2 separate regions of the Mus musculus genome follow, and region 1 is linked to region 2. A link is a contact called in public HiChIP or PLAC-seq data. All regions are on one chromosome and are shown on one strand. The core of a region is the stretch at or near the end of the contact, and the rest is flanking DNA. Distances in the headings are between cores, read along the strand shown. Region 1 overlaps Col25a1 (collagen, type XXV, alpha 1). Region 2 holds the start of Pla2g12a (phospholipase A2, group XIIA).

Region 1 (3,172 bases), core at 363-2,862, 720 kb after region 2:
TAGAATGGCCATTTCTAACCTCTCTCTAACCTCTCCCCTGTAATTGAATGAGATGGTGACTCTTTAGAGACCTGGTCATGAGTGCACTGCATCTTAGAGATACAAACAGTTCACTTCCCCCACCCTGTGACACCACTCAGAGCTTGGAGTCACCATGAGTCTGCGGCACTTTAAAATAGTTTTGCTCTTCAGAAAGGCATAAATGTTACGGCAACAACATAATATTCATGTTGTTAGCTCTTGAGATGGAAAACCTGATATAATATGAATAGGGCAAGAGACTCAGAAACTGTCCTTATAAATATTGATCTTTCTATGAACTAGATACTATATTCTACATAAGATTAAGCATCTCATGGATCTAGCATATTCTTCAAAGAACTCAACCATTGAGCATTGGTATTGCTTAGCACGCCCCCCCTCCCCAAAGCACACATGAACTCCAATCACCACATTGTGGAGCTCCCATCCTCAAACATAAATGAATTAGTGAGAGAAATGAAATGATCTCAGATTTCTTAGATGGCCAATTTAGATATCTCAAATATTCAAGTAATTTTTTATTGATGTTGTAAATAAAGCCAATAGGTGGCTTCTGGTTAGTCCTATTTAGGCTACTAAGATAAACACTTTTGTGGAATTTAATGTTTTATTAGCATTACTAGTTGTACATAATGGGTCCATTATGACATCTTCATATATGTATATAATACATTTTGGTCACATTCACCCAGCCACCACTGATCTTCATTTCAACAGTTCCCTTGCTATTTTGATGGTCTACTGAATTTCATTAGGTTGCTCAGAGAAGCGTAGATACAGGATTATTTGAAGGAGTATGGGTACCAGTGGCTGGACTGCTAAGGAAAACATCTGTCCATTAACCATTAACTACATATAGATCCTCCATGATGGGTATTGATAGGTTCATACTCTTTGGTTGGTTGGTTTGGTTTCTTTGTATAGCCCTGGCTGTCCTGCAACTAGCTCTGTAGACCAGGCTGGCCTCGAACTCATAGAGATCAACTTGCCTCTGCTTCCCTAGTGCTGGGATTAAAGGTGTGGACCACCATCTGCCAGCTGGCATGTTCATCCTCACACAGTTTTTCTTGGAAAAAGAAAAACAGTGTTATTAGTGAAAGTATTGCAAGGGGACTCTGGGCTAGTGGGCTGTCAGGGGTTGGGGGGCCAAGACACAGACACTATCTCACTCTCCTCTGCATTTGACTTTACTTGTTGATTTTTCTTTGAGTAAAACTAAAGGCATTCACCGGTCATGGTGGCATATGCCTTTAGTCCCAATACACAGAAGGCAGGCAAAGCTCTGAGAGTTTGAGGCCAGCCAGGTCTACACAGTGAAACACTGTCTCAAACAAACAAACAAACCCTAAAGAAATCTTTTAGGATCTGCTCTATAAAGGAATAGCACAATGCAATCTGCCTCTCGCTCTCAGAGCCAGTGGCAGTTCTGCAAAGACCTTCACAACAGGGTTCTTCAAAATGAGGCACCAGAGACTTGGGGAATGTTTTTGTCCCAGCAGAACTGTCACATGCATGAGAAAGCATAGCAGTCAGGCTCACCTTATCAGCCTGCTAGCTGGGCAAGGCTAGCCTTAGGAGGAACAAACAGGAAATGCGGACGCATGTTACACAGGAAGGTGTTGGTCAATGGCACCTTTCAGCTTAGACCCTTTGGTCTTTCAGTTGATCATGGCTTTCTGCTTTCTCAGAACAGTGACTAAGACAATCCTTTATCCAAAAGTTCCTAGTCTCAGAACAGTGACTAAGACAATCCTTTATCTAAAAGTTCCTAGTTGACAATGGAAAATTGTGGGTGGGAACTAAGGAGAGAATTATGGTTAAACTGGAGTTTTTAAACTTTAATCTGGGAGACATTGAAAAAAGATCAAATCAGCTTGCTGACTTAAAAAAAGGAAAACTACAAGGTTCTTCCAGCGTTTGTAAAATAAATGTTAATTTGGAGTTGTTAGCAAAGAACTACTAACACCACGTGTCTTTTGTTGTTGTTGTCTGTTTTTTCTGCAGTGATGAATCTAACCTTCCGAGCATGAAGTTGTGTATATAATGGTCCACCTTTTATATTTATAGTTGAGAAACTGAAGTGCAGATTTCGCAAGTGTGAGATCAGCTCACCCGACACACTGCTTCTCCCTGTCCACAGTAGCACCCTTATCTATCTTTCCTCACGTCTGAAGTTAGGCAGTTTACGGAAGTGAGGAACCCGCAGGAAGTATAGCGTCTCTATTTTATGTGAACATATGTATGTGTTTATATGGACATCAGTGATAGAGATCAGTTGATTGCTTTTGCTGTCTTCTTACTTGGGGCTTGTTAATTGCATGGACAAAAAGTGCCATGAAATAGTTTACATGAAATTGTGACCAAATATGGACTCAAAGCTATGAATACGCGGCACACATTTCCCGGTAGCATTCATTCATGCCTACACCACCTACTGAAACTGACTAAAACCAGCATGACCGTGTGCCAAACCTGCTTGTGCAAATGCAGATGCTTGCTTGCATGCTGCCTAGTGAGGTCTGTGCCTACATCTGAGCTCCTGTTCCTTTTGTCATCTCAAGGGGGTTACACCGTGGCTTATTGCCAAAAAGAGATAAGCTGACGGAGAGTGTGCACACACACAGTTGGTCTTATATTTTGAGGGAGTTGCAGTCCCGACTGCAGATCCACACAGTTCCTGATCTTGTGCGCTCATGTGACCACCTTGGTTGAAATACCAAAGGGTTAGGCTGATGGCTGCCTCTAGTTTTCCTTGGGCGACGCTTGGTGGTGAAGATGCGGGACGAGGACCGGTTCAGCACTCCTGCACTGTCTTCCATGTGACCAAGTTGGAAGAAGGTTTACAAACGCTAACACCCAGAACGGCAGAAATTGGTTTATTTTTACGTGATCTGATCTGACTCCCCCCGGGAGAAAGTCAGGGGTATGCAGCAGTGTTTTGGAGACAGCAGAGCCTTGGAATGGAAGCCCCTGTCAGTGCAGATTGAAAGGTGTGGACATCCTATCAGAGCTCAGGTTGCTGAAGAGAGACTGTGTCCCAAGATGGGACCGGACAGAACAAGCTGTGCTACAAAGCAGACTTTACCAAAGGTCGTCGGAAAGTGTCCCTTGCTTCCTTCCTGGGTTGATC
Region 2 (3,049 bases), core at 122-2,621:
AGGGCTGACATGAGATATGGAAGACAGGAGATCCCAGACTGTTCCAAGGGAGACTGAAGAAGACAGAAGCCACCTTGGGGAAGGAGAATGCCCCTGGTTCTAGATGGGTCAAGGAAAGAAAATACAGTGTCTGGGGACAAAACTGATGACGACAGGGTACCAGGGAGGGGGATCTGAGTCTGTGGCAATGGTGAGATTTTATTTTAATTATGAGGTGACTGCTGTGGCCATGGATGGCAGATCATAAAGAGAAGTGAGGAACTGAATCCGGTTTAACCAGTCGTGTTATTGCATCCGTGTGCAATAGACGAGAAAAGGTGCCAAAGAATCTGGCATTTGAGAACGTAATCCCCAGAGAGAGACACGCGGCAACCCGTGTCCTCAGAGCACAGGTTATTGTTAAGGTAAAAGACATACATTCAGCAAGATGTAAATGTGTAAAGAAATAGAAAAGAGAGAGGCTTGGCGCCAAGATCCTAGCACTTGAGAGGATAGTGTGTTCAAGGCAAGTTGGAGGGCAGCCTGGGCTACAGGCCAAGACTCTGTCTCAGAAAAATTAACTGAGGGCTGGTCCCAGGTAACCTTACCGCATTTGTCCCGCTTCGGAAGACACACTCCTGCCTCCCTTTCCTCTGCCTAGTCGGTGATTAGCTTTTTCTCTACAGTATTTAGAATTTTAAGGAGGGATAACTGCCAACTTCTCCTTCCTTAGAATTAGAAGCAATGGAGGAAGTGCTCTGGCAGATTGAGCAGAGTTCCATCTTCAACAATCCTCCAGACCATGCTGCGCTGCTAGGACTGCGGCTGATCATAGGGTTCCCACAAGAACCCAGGAGGCAAATCCAGGCTTGGTAGGGTGCAAGGCCAGCCCGTGTTCAAACAGTTTTCTACGCTGGACCCCAGGCCTTGTCCAGTAAAGGCTGGGACTGCGGAGCCCAAGGGAGGCTGTGCTACTGGAGTCGTTCTAAATTATGGTGTCTCGGTAAACAGGAGAGCTTTGTAAAACAAGCAAGCAAACAAACCTCACTAGGAGCTGGGAGGCGGTGGCGCACGCCTTTAATCCCAGCAGGCGGATCTCTTGAGTTCGAGGCCAACCTGGTCTAGGTGAGTTCCAGGACAGCCAGGGCTACACAGAGACCCAGTCTTGAAAAACAATACAAAAAACAAACAAAACAAAACAAAACCAATTCACTGTGGTGTTGAACCAAAGCAATGACTATGTCTAGGGCATTGGCAAGGCGTTTTTAAGACTCCATAGAGGCAGGACCGTAAGCTACGGGAGCGTTCCGGAGACCACGTGGGCAATGAGGCTCCCACGCTCGGGCGCATGCGCACTGTGGGCAGCGGCGCGCGTGCCCGGGCGGGCCCACCGTTCGGCGCAGCTCAGTGACGGGGCGCGAGCTCGCGAGCGCGGAGGAGGCCGGGGGCCTGAGCCGGAGCCGGAGCGCGCGCCGCTGCCCAGCCCCGCCGCGCCGGCCCCGCAGATGGTGACTCCGCGGCCCGCGCCCGCCCGGAGCCCCGCGCTCCTCCTCCTCCTGCTGCTGGCCACTGCGCGTGGGCAGGAACAGGACCAGACCACCGACTGGAGGGCCACCCTCAAGACCATCCGCAACGGCATCCACAAGATAGACACGTACCTCAACGCCGCGCTGGACCTGCTGGGCGGGGAGGACGGGCTCTGCCAGTACAAGTGCAGCGACGGTGAGCCGCGACAAGGGGGCGCGGGGTGGCAGGGGGTTGGAGGCGGGACAGTCCCCGGAGGCTGGGGGGTTGGGGGGAAATGCGAGAATCCGAGCCAGGCAAGTGGATGGGGACGGGTATGAAGCGAGAAAATAAAGGGACTGGTGCCAGGCAGGGGGATGTGTGTGTGTGGAGTGTGGAACAGGTAGATGAACAAGTGTGGAGCAGGTGGATGGGGCACAAGTGGGGGGCTAGAAGATGGAGGGGTACGTGTGGGGCAGGTTGTGGGGCGGGGGACACTTGCGGAGCAGGGGGGCGGGGACAGGGAAGCGGGATGGAAGGACGAGTGCGGGACAGGGGGATTAGGGGAACAGACGCCAGACAGGCATTGACTGCGTCCTCGGGTGTGGAAAGAATGAGCAGCGCTTGGAGCGTGCTGTCCTTGGGATTGAGCAAGCTGGGAACAAATGTGAGAGGTCACCTGAGTGCGCGCTCTGCACTCTGCTCTCCTTTGCATCTGAGCTTCTCGCCCTCTCTCCCCGCCATTGCACAAAGTTGCCTAAGAACTTTCTGATGTACGGGGCGGGGTGGGGGTGGGGGGCGGGAAAGGTGGGAGGGAAGTGGGACAGACTGAGTTTAGCACGTGCGGTCATGCACAGGCGCGCGCACACACATCATGTAATTGGTTCAGCTAAACATAGAAAGCCAAACGACAATTTAAAAGCCATCAGTTGGTGTTAAGTGCCATTTTGTTTGTTTACCTGCAAAGCTAGGTAAAATAAATTGTGGCTTTTGTATAGATTTCTGATGTACTTGGTTTTTGAGGGAGGTATACTGCATTGAAAAAGTTCCCTAACTTCTGGAAAACAATCTAAGACTTGCAGTTTTGTCTTGATTTGATTTTTGAGACAGGGTCTCAGGTAGCCCATGCTGGCATTGAAGTTGGTATGTAGCTGAGACTGACCTTAAACTCCTGTTCCTTGGCCACCCAGGTTTTGGATGACAGACACAAGCCATCTTGTCCGCCTTGTAGCTTTCTTGGGTATCACTGGCCTCTCTTCCTTATTCTCTGTCAATATTAGAGTTTGTCTGCTCATTCCTTTCATTGTTTTTAAACATTCTGTTTGAATCTGAGAACTTGTTTCATGGCAGCGTGAATAGTCATAAAATCAGCACTTAAGGCAGTGATTTGAGTGAGGGTTTTTTGTTGTTTTAGTGTTTTGTTTTATTTTAAAGCATTCTGTGTGTGTGTGTGTGTGTGTGTGTGTGTGTGTGTGTGTGTGTGTGTGTGTTTTGAGGGGTGGGATGAGGCTTCTGTTTGGCAATTCAGAATGTTAGGATATAGAACTTGTAAAATCAAGCTTCTTAT

Evidence for each region. HiChIP or PLAC-seq counts read pairs in DNA pulled down with a chosen protein or histone mark.
Region 1: a contact with region 2 is called in an H3K27ac HiChIP or PLAC-seq map of acute myeloid leukemia, with 4 times the contacts expected there. The contact joins the enhancer-like site here to the promoter of Pla2g12a in region 2.

The regions. Positions count from the first base shown.
Region 1 is chr3:130,593,054-130,596,225 of GRCm38.p6, forward strand. It overlaps Col25a1 (collagen, type XXV, alpha 1), which reads left to right. Exons shown (of 38, transcript NM_029838.4): 38 at 2,047-3,172. The coding sequence ends at 2,049. Among named protein-coding and RNA genes, the nearest start is that of Etnppl, 23 kb to the right of the region's middle. Within about 2 kb of position 1,613, at least 5 of the 459 cell types and tissues checked have an H3K27ac peak or open chromatin away from gene starts, as enhancers often do. A contact at or near this core is called in acute myeloid leukemia, where this site is marked.
Region 2 is chr3:129,877,235-129,880,283 of GRCm38.p6, forward strand. Pla2g12a (phospholipase A2, group XIIA) reads left to right here and starts at 1,372. Exons shown (of 4, transcript NM_023196.4): 1 at 1,372-1,701. The coding sequence starts at 1,485.